Linked DNA regions of Gossypium arboreum: region 2 is linked to region 1. The links are chromatin contacts, called in public Hi-C maps. All regions are on one chromosome and are shown on one strand. The core of a region is the stretch at or near the end of the contact, and the rest is flanking DNA. Distances in the headings are between cores, read along the strand shown.

The links. A called contact is a pair of places that touch in the nucleus more often than the background predicts.
Region 2: a contact with region 1 is called in a Hi-C map of leaf, with 5 times the contacts expected there. The contact joins the promoter of LOC108474025 here to the promoter of LOC108473476 in region 1. A contact is called at or near these places in 2 of 5 Hi-C or Micro-C datasets (both in leaf).

The regions. Positions count from the first base shown.
Region 1 is chr11:117,840,042-117,845,302 of ASM2569848v2, reverse strand. It overlaps LOC108473476, which reads left to right and starts at 2,753. Exons shown (of 20, transcript XM_053022166.1): 1 at 2,753-3,080; 2 at 3,452-3,530; 3 at 3,618-3,815; 4 at 3,951-4,159; 5 at 4,325-4,397; 6 at 4,475-4,531; 7 at 5,072-5,151; 8 at 5,233-5,261. The coding sequence starts at 2,866. It overlaps LOC108474152, which reads right to left and starts at 2,652. Exons shown (of 9, transcript XM_017776073.2): 1 at 2,281-2,652; 2 at 1,395-1,459. The coding sequence starts at 2,467.
Region 2 is chr11:118,245,724-118,250,984 of ASM2569848v2, reverse strand. It overlaps LOC108474025, which reads left to right and starts at 2,189. Exons shown (of 6, transcript XM_017775898.2): 1 at 2,189-3,017; 2 at 3,750-3,852; 3 at 4,446-4,501. The coding sequence starts at 2,343. LOC108474130 (probable serine/threonine-protein kinase WNK9) reads right to left here. Exons shown (of 12, transcript XM_053021546.1): 8 at 884-1,039; 9 at 440-481; 10 at 163-333.

The sequences.
Region 1 (5,261 bases), core at 1,504-4,003:
AATATTTGAATTGAACTGGGTTCGAATCACTGAATGAAAATTTTTGAAGACTCTAGAGACTTCGGATTTTTCTTTAAAGAGATAGATCCAACAAACTCTAGTGTGGTCATCAATGAAAGTTATGAACCACCTAGCCCCTGTGATGTTTTTTACTCGACTGGCTCCCCATAGATCACTGTGGATTAAAGAGAAAGGTTGAGATTGAACATAAGGTTTCAAAGGATAAGGGACACGAGTGTGTTTAGACAGTTGGCAAACTTCACAGTTCAATGAACTTATTTTCTTATTTAGAAATAGTAGAGGAAACAATTTCTTCAAGTACATGAAATTTGGGTGTCCTAGTCTACGGTGCCATAGCATGATAGAATCTTCTTTTGATGTAGATAAGGCCATCCCTTCTTGTGAACTGTTTTTGTTCCAAACATATAAGCCATCATCAACTTTAGCAGTGCCAATCATCTTCCCGATTCTTGTTCTGAACCACACAACCTAAAGCGAAAATTCAACAAGTACTTTTTCATCCTTGGTAAGCTTGCTAATTGAGAGTAAATTATAGGAAAGATTTGGAACATGTAAAACTTTATCAAGGGAAAAATTTTCAGTAAGTCTAACTGTCCCCATTCCAGCCACCAGCAAGATCCATCAGCTATGCGAATCCGAGAGTGATCATGACAAGGTAAATAGGTGTGAAACAAACTTAGATTACCTGTCATGTGGTCGGATGCACCTGAGTCTAGTATCCAGGAAGTTGTGATAGGTTCGTGTGTAGTATTTAAAGCAGTACCGTGAATAGCTAGTGACCCACTGGCTGTAGGAGTCCCGAGTAGTTTATGAAGAGCCTCAAGTTGAGTTTTGGTTAGCCGAAGTTTATGAAGAGTCTCGTAGGAATTTTCGGTGTCACCCATGGGAGTAGGGTTTCTAACAGAGAAAACAGAACAAGAAAAGTGAAGAAAGAGCAGGGTCTACTGAATTCCTGATGCTCTTGATACCATGTACAAATTTAGGAAGAAGAATTATTCTTATTTCTTCTAATCTGACTACAGCCTTTTAAAGAATAGCAGGAAAAATAAAAAGGAAATAATCTCTAGAAATTAGCCTATCCCTAAAAATTAGTAATTTGATTATGGCTAATAGTACAAGGAAATTCCTAGAACTAAGGTAGAAAATCTGCTTAATCTAAGGAATTCCAACAAGTACCACCTTAAAGAACTATTAGCATTCTCAAAAGAGAAACTGTAAGAACAATGAGAGTAGTCAACCCAGTGGGACTGATACAAATTAAATAAGTAAAAGAAATAGAATATTCTTTCACATAAATGGAAATCTCCATACAAAAAATAAAATCTTAAAATCAATCAAAAATGGAAAAAAAGAAAAAAGAAAAAGGATTGTACCTTTGCAAAATCGAGACATTGGCAATCCATAGCAGCAATAGCTACCTGCTCATATAGAGTCCATTCTGTATCAAAATAAGCAGTTGTTAGTAATTATAAATGTTCACAAACGTGCCTGATAAATTAATAGAAGCAACAATTTGGTCATAAGCAGACATCTAATCTTAAACAGACAACAATTTGGTCTAAACACACCAATTAAAATCACATTCTGACAGATCAAAGGGTAACTGTTCGCAAGTGCCTACTGTTCTAGACTACAAAGTGAAATCCAATACCAAAATAAGTCTCGAATGATGTGATAGAACACGAGAAAATGTATAAAACTAAGATAACGTCTCATATCTAACTTAGGATATATAGCAAATGAAATGTCTAGAACTATAAAGTGCCACAAACTGTGCTTCATCAGGCACTCCTAACTTTTTCTGATTACTTCTCAAAATCTCAGTTGAAAAATCAAAATATTGAAAACTCAACCTGCGTTCCTAACCAACTAATTCTTATTCTAATACATACAAATTCAAATCAAGCTTGACACATTGAAACCTACACAAAGCTAGTAATACCACCTCAAAGTTCTCATCACACCCAATTTAAATAAAATCTTCGATTTTTTTAAAACAAAAGTACAAAACCATAAAGCTTCAAACTTCGATTTCAAGTAAATGAATAACAGGGTAGCAATCAGTAAAGCTTCAATTTGTGAAATTCAAGCAAAACTCTTTAGCAAATAAACAAAGAACACAAAGCTCTAATACCAAATCAAATCTAATTACAAACAAAACCGATAAAAGAACTCAAAATTCAAATCAAACACTTTGAAATCATCCAATTCAAGCAAAACCAATTTCAGAAATCAATCAAAGCTAGAAAAAAAAATAACCTTCAGGGCCAAGAGCAGATCGTTTTTTGGGGTCGTTTAAGATCGATAAGCCATACTTCAAGACTTTCTCTGAACGCCTAACTTTGAGCTTCCTGACAAGGCAAAGATACTCCCAAGCACCTCCTCCTCCATTGTCTACCTGGTTTTCAAGCGTGTTCAATTGGGTCTCCTCTGGTTTACTCACCATCTCTCTCTCTCTCTCTCTCAATGCAGGCGTTTTTCTTTTTCTTTTGCTCTGTTTTTGGTTTCTCTCTCTACTCTGGCTTGTGGCCTTTGTTTTGGATCTCTACAATGGGTCAACTCGTTTTTGCTTTTTGGAGCACTTTGTTTTTGTTGTCTTTGGTTACACTTCCAACTCCCTCATCATTGCCATCGTTGAAAGCCAATGGGCTTCATCACTGTTGCTTTTTTTCCTTTATTCTTTTTTCAATTTTCATCAAATCTATTTCTTGGTGTAATACCCAAACCATACAAATGGCCTTAAAAGGCCCAAAATGAAGCCAGAAGGAAAAACCCCATCAAAGCAACAAAACGCATCGTATTACAGGATAGCATTACCAGTAAACCCTGGGAAAGCAGAAGAAAATGTGGCGTTGTGGTGTCTCAATTCTAAAACCCAACTGTTACTTCCACTGCAAACGGAACTACTTGTCACTTTCAAAATCAAACTTGACAAAACACCCAATCACGAAATACTCAAATTATTCAAGTTTAACAATGACGACCATCACCGAATCCGATGTGGGAATCCTATGTTTCATCTCAAACCTTCCTGGTTTTCGTGGCATCCTCAAACAAAGGTGAAGGGTCACTCCTTTTTTTTGTTTTCATTTCTTTTAAACTTATCCTTTATGACCAAGTTTTGTGCTTTTTTTTTTTTGCAAATACCCTTATGTTTAATTTGTTTATTTCCACATGCATGCTTGGCTATATGTTTGTTCGATTAAGATGGTGGAATGAGAGGTTTAGTCTTAGCTTCACTCAAGCCTGCGTTTTGGCAGTTGTGTCTTTGTGCGTATAATGAGATTCTTTGTATTTAAAAGGAATGGAGAAAATTTGGAATGAGGAAAATTGGAAGTTTTGAGAGTGATTTTCTTTATTATGAATTGGTTATAATTGCAATTGGCGATGGAAAATTTTGTTATTTGATTGCTTTGAATTTTTTGTGTAGATATTCTGATTTCATTGTGAATGAAGTAGACATTGAGGGAAATGTTGTTCATTTGACCTCTTTAGATGCCCCTCCAGAGGTAATCTAACTCATACCATTTTTATCATAATTATGTTTTTGTACATTTAATATATTTTAATCTTTTTCTTTTCGAACATGTTCTCAGGCTTTTCAGGAAGTTGAAACAAAAATATCTGATCAACTTAACAAAAATTATGCATCTGAAATTGAAAAATTCAGATCACTTGCCTGCGAAATTGATGTCGATCGGTTAGAAGCTTTCATTAACCAAATTACTTCAGGCAGTGAAGAAGATATCTCTCCCATTGTTCTGTCTCCAGATTCTGATAAATCTCATCGAACGGTAAGCTTTAGGTTCTTTTTCAATTTGTTTATCCTTAATCATTTTGTACCTTTAGCGTGTAGGGTGTTAGTCTATTACGAAGAGGGAATCAAACTAACTATAAGAACCTTTTCATTTTGTTTTCGACATTTTCAGGCAATGCATAATTTCTTTAAGGAAAATCTTAGATTTCTAGTCACCGACACTGTTGATGGACCTGATTCTTCCTCAAAATGCATCCGGGTGAGGTTAAATTCTGGGAATAAGAACAAGGGAAGAAATTTGAATAAAAGGAAGAGAGGTGATAGGCCCTATGATAGTAGAGGTTCAAGCCACTGGCCAGCACATCTTGGCAATTTTCTTAGGTAGCATGTTGCACTCCTACAATAATTTGATGCCTCTTAAAATAATAGGAGAAAAAACCCATGTCTAGCTTTCACCTTTCCTTATTCAATTGCTTATCAATGCCATGAAGTGTCTATTGCACTTGAACTACATTAGAAGCTGCTATCATTTATGTTAATATTCAGGTTCCATCTTTTCAAGGAGAATAAAGATACACAGGAAGCCTTAGGATTAATAGGAAAGATGCTTGGCATTCAGGTATGATAAATGATTTATATAAATCCTGTGGTTACCTATTCAACGGGAACCTTTGTCATTAATCTTTTGTTTGACAGCCAAGGTCTTTTGGTTTTGCGGGTACAAAAGATAAGAGGTCAGTTTCCACTCAAAGGGTAAGTTGCTCCTTTTTCTGCTGCTTTCATTCTAAATTAATTGGTATTTTGGTTAACTTTGGGAGATTACTTGCTCTACCTTGCATTGTGTAGATGTAGTGTTAATTCTTTTCTGAACTAATTTTTGCAAAAGCTAGTATTTAGCATCTTAAAGAAACTATGGGTGGATGTCACTTTCAGAAATTTTATGAGGTACTAAGAAAAATGAAATTGCTACTAGAAGAACTGGGATATGCCAAAGATGCCCTTAGGGGACACTTCTGTTCATTATGGTTCTTACAGTTCTACCTCTAAACTCTTTTAGTAGTTATCCATTTCACGTGTAGAGAGTTGTAAGCAATGGAACACTGCTGCCTGATTAATGGCTTGTCACTCTGTCTTCAATCTGAATGCCGCAGCACTTTCATTGTGCGTGGAAAATGGATGGTCTGGTTGCTATTTTATATTTTCTTAATCATGAACACTTCTATGTATATCTGGTTTTTTTCTTCTTCTGCAAAAGGGATCATGTTTAAGTGGTGCAGTCTTTTGGGTTTCCAGGTAACTGTTTTCAAGCAGTATGCAAGTAGATTAGCTGCCCTTAATGACAGGTTGATTGGTATTAAGGTGGGAGACTTCTGGTAAGGTTAATGGATATAACATTCTATTCCCTTCAAGGTATTGTGTTATGAACCATTATTTATAGTGTGATTATCATCCAGCTACGTCAAGGATGACCTCCTCCTTGGGC
Region 2 (5,261 bases), core at 940-3,439, 410 kb before region 1:
GCAACATTGCCTCCGTGCTCACTAGTATCACAACATTGCTTTTTAGAGAATACCAAAAACAAAACTATGTGGAGAAAAATACTTCAGAATGCAGTTACTAATAAAACAGACACACCACTAACAAATCCAGAGAAAATGTAAATAAAACACATCAGAAATTACCCTGATCAGTCTGTATTTGGGCTCATACTTCTTTGCGTTCTCGACAGAATCATATATCAAACCAAATCCAGTAGATTTACCACCTCCAAAATGAGTCCTGAACTTGAACACAAAGATCGAATTTGGGTCCTTCACCTCATACATTCTAGCAAGCTTCTCCTTCAACTCCGCCTAACAATACAGGATCGACAAATCAAAGATATGTTAACACAAGCAGTCCAATTTTCTGGAAGTTAAGACAATAAAACAATGTTATTGAGAATCATTAAACATTTACCTTAGAAACATTGGGCCTCCCAGGATGCAAAACATCAATGATCTACAAAACAAGTAAATAACAAGTTTCATCTTCCAAGTTAACAATTTCAAACATATATAAGCTCATCTGACCTTCAGTTTCCCAAAAGAGCAATTTTATTTTATTGCAGGCTTCATAGTAAGAAAAAAAAAGTCACTTGTTTCCAAATGACAAATCAAGGAAAGACCTAAATTAAGCATCCTACAAGCAAACTAACAAAAAACAAATACTTATTTTCTCTCATTTTCTTCTATTTTCTTTCTTTGAGCAGATCTGCAGCCGAACTAAACCTTACTGAAAGCAGGTAATGGAAAATAATGTGAAAGATTACGAAAGAAATAAGCTCCGAGCCTTAAAATTTAACGTTGCCCATTGTTTGGTTAACGAAGAAATGAGCGGGAAAAAAATGGAAATGGAGCTTACGAATTGTTTCCTGGAAAGGAGCCTGTTCGTCATGAACTTCCTTGTCCTAATAGTCACTGCCTTGTCCGCCATGGTTAAGCAAATATCTTCCTCTTTTCTTGGTTTCGACGCACTGGAAGCACCAAAAGTTACAAACAGCGGCAGCAGTTCAAGGAGAGAGAATAGCAATAGCGAAAAAACAAGTTTTTATAGGGTTTCCTATGGAATCGACTTATCACTGATTAGGGTTTATTTTAGGTTTTGAATTTGGGCTTTTTTAGTTTTTGCATCTTGGGTTTTAAATGGGGCTTCCCTTTTTTAACGTTAAGTTCTACAAATGGCTACAGTAAATACTTGAGTTTGCCCTTAAAAGGGTTAATATTGCCTCGTTGTCCTTTTACTCTTCAAAGTTGTAAAACTTTAATCCTTCTGCTTTTAATTTTAAGAATTTAGTTCTTTTTTTATCTTATTTAAAAACTAAATTGCAATCGGTATGACACTGTTAATAAACTTTTGTTAATTTTGAATATGTGGTATTTTAAAATTTAAATGTTTGACTTAAAATTAAAGTACAATTATAACATATATTCAAAATTTTTAGAAATTAATTTTAAAATCAAATAAGTAAAGGGACTAAATTCTTTTGGTTAAAAGCAAAGAGACTAATTTTAAAAATCTAAATAGTACAGGGATTGGAAGAATATTATACCCTTGTAAAATTTATTTAACTCTAAATCTAGTTAAAATTTTTCATCAATTTTTCACTATATCTTGAAATATGATTGTGATCTTAGTAATGATGTACTAATTAAAAATTTTATTACAGGGCATGTGTGCAAAAATTATGTATTTAATTGATGAAAGTAATAAAAATATATAATAAAATAAAAATGTTAATATCTTATTAAAATAAAGCTTTGATTTAGTGATAAAAATAATATATTATTAATGTAATTAGTATAGATTTAAATTCAATCGTACCTAGTTTTTTATTGATTCTTTTAAATAAAAAATTAAAATACCCTTGAATAATATAATTTATTTTAATTATAGAAGGACATTTTCTAATTTCTTTAATCGAGTTGGTGTCCAGTTGATTCGTGATACCAAAATTCAATTAAAGACTTAAATAATAGTATAGATAAATATGATTATTATTTTTAATTATAGGTTTATTTAGCAACGAAAACCCTCATTATTTTTTATGGATGCATTTTGACAAAGCTTCAATTATTAAAGAGAAGAGGGGTTGAAGACAAAATTAGACCTAAAACTTTTGAATGGGAATTTACAAATGAAGATGAGGTTCAAAATGACACTATCGGCCTTCTCTTATCATGGCCACAACTCCCTCAAATTTCACCATCACATTCACCCAAACTCATTCCCCGCAAAACCAAAACATTTCTTGATCTCACCTTCCCTCATTCTTCAAAAAAATATCTCCGCACCCAAAGCTCATAATCTCTCTCCATTCACCATGGCAACTTCTACTTCTTCTTTGCTCCAATCCAACACTTTGAACTTGAAACACTATTTCGCCCTTCATTTGCCTCTTCCTTCTCCTCCTCGCCTATCTAATTTCACTGGAACTTTGGCTTTCAACGGTCAACGTTCGGCAAAGTTCACTGTTAAATGCTTCTTCTCGTCGGAGCAGAGGAAACATTTGACGAGCTCGAGTTTGGGCTCCAACAACCAGTTGAGTTCCAGCTCAAATGACAAAAACCCATTCGAGATTATTTCTCAAACAATGTTAAAAGCTTTGAACGCGTTAAAAAAGCCCGCTATAGCCGCGGTTTTATTGGGTTTGTTGCTAATGTATGATCCTAATAACGTAGCATTGGCTGCATCAGGTGGGAGGATGGGAGGAAGGTCTTTTTCTTCGAGTTCTTCATCTTCGAGGAGTTATTCGGTGCCTAGAAATGGAGGGTCGAGGTTTTCTTCGTATTCGGCTCCTTATTATGCGCCTGCTCCATTCGGAGGTGGTGGGTTTTACATGGGGCCTGCAGTTGGGGTAGGTGTTGGTGCCGGCTCGAGTTTTTTCTTGATTTTGGTTGGGTTTGCTGCCTTTGTTTTGGTCTCCGGGTTCCTTTCGGATCGGTCTGAGAGTAGTGTGCTCACTACTAGCGAAAGGACTAGTGTTATTAAGCTTCAGGTAAGCTTTTGGATTTTCTTTTATTGCTTTTTAGTTATTCTTTTGCTTTAAGTATGTTTGCATAGGTGATAAAGTCCTTGAATGATGTTTAACATTAATGAATCAACTGCTTTATTTAATCATAAAAAAGCATGCTGATCTCCTTGTAATGATGGTGAAGCTGGTTTTTAGATAACAAGAAATACTATGTTTTAAGGATTTGTTCCTTTGTTTTTTGCATCATTGATGCATATCAATAAATTAATATCCAATTTCAGAGTGAGAATGCTACCGATCAGATGTGTTGAAGTAAGATATGAAGTAGTGGTGTTCAGATGTATGGATAAATACACGGTTAATCAACATGTTGACATTCAACTGAATAGATTGAATGTGAAATAAATGTGATATACAGAGAAGTTGTAACATCCGGCATGCTAGACAAAAGACACAAAAGAATGGACCAATCCAAATTAGGAGAAATCAAAGTGAGACTTGAGAATGACCCTGACAAGATCGGGTGTCTATGGAGGAGGGTTGCTTAAATGTGAATTCTGGTAGAATCTTTAAAGCTGACTTTAATATGAATTCCTTTTTGTAATAAAGTGTCAAGACTTAATTTTGTATGAATAATTGTCATGTGAAATGAGCTAGACAAGGAAGTGAGATGGACACAGAATTGTGATGGTTGCCATTACTGATGGAATTCAATTACCATTTGTTCATTTGTAGTCTCTTTGTTTTTATTATTAGGTTGGGTTGTTGGGTATGGGACGGTCTCTTCAAAGGGATCTTAATCGGATTGCTGAAGTTGCTGATACCTCTACCTCTGAGGGTCTGAGCTTTGTGTTGACAGGTAAAGCATTCTAAGATCTGTCTATAGTTAATTAGAGTCTTACTGGAGATAGTGGTGGTGTTCTATGCATTATGTAGATTACAGTTGGGAAGTGAAGATAGATGAAAATGCTATTCCTTTTTAACTGTTGTAGCTATCATTTTTGCACTATCTCCGAGTATTAGCCTAGTCATAAGGAAAATATAATAACCCAAGAGGCCATGCACAAGTCTTATAGCTCTATAGCATAACTATGATATTTGTTATTCTGAAATCTGCTTTAGTAAATAGCAACTGCATGAGAGCTAATAAAATTTTTGACATACAATTATGACAAGAAAGGGCATAAGCTTTTTACCCTATTTAATGATTTAGTTTGATTGAAATGCGCATAGAAGCCATTCATTACATTTTGTTCATGGTTAAATGATATTTCCGATGCAAGAAGTGGGCATATGACTGCTTTCTTCTTTTTGTTTTACTGTAGCAATACTTATGACATGTAGAAGGTGCCCTGGTTCTAAGTGGTGTATTCTCTTATTTTTCTTAAACATGTCAAGTTCAATATCTGTCAGACTGGTTATGTTACATTCCTATTTTTTTTTTGTTTGCAGAGACAACTCTAGCTTTGCTTCGCCATCCTGATTATTGCATCTCTGGTTATTCATCTGTAAGTTAACCTTTCTGAAATATATACATACATATTTGTCTCCCTTGGTGAACTAATTACATGCGTGGATATGCTTTTTTGTACCTTGAGTCTCCAAGAATCGTTTAATGAACATCATATGCTTAGTGGTAGACGTAAAGGTTCTGGTGCATGCAGATAATGCTCTAAAAACTAAAATGCTGCCACATTTTTCTTTTTGGTACATAATGCAAATATTTTGCATGGAAACCAAATAAATCCGTATGCTACAATCAACTAAAGGATATGTTATCTTGTAAGCTCTCTTGTTTCCTTTTTCATTCCTTGGTTCGAGAAGTCTCCTGTACAAATCTTTACCATATGCATTGGTTCTTTAATGTCTGCCATCCCTGGATAAGTTTCCATCCAACCTTCGTTCTGCCTTTAATGATGTTGAGCCAATGTTTTTCCTTGTTAATAATTCTACAGGAGTTGGCCTCCTATTTTGGGCGGTGCAAAACGATGAATTAAAATTCGAGCTTTAACCTTCGAGTGAGTGAGCAAACTTCTGCAGATCAAAATAGAATTTGCTCTCGAATCCCTTGCAACAGCCGCTCCTCCATAATGCATATAATCTTTGACTTTGTTGATCCATAAACTTAAGTTCCATTCCATGAGACTAGATGTCAATTTGAGAAATGAGCATGAGCTTCTGGAACAATTAGTCTAGATCTACTAGAGTGGACAGGTTGATCAAAAGCTTTTGTAGAAAAGAGCCAAATTAGCTTGTATATATTTGGAA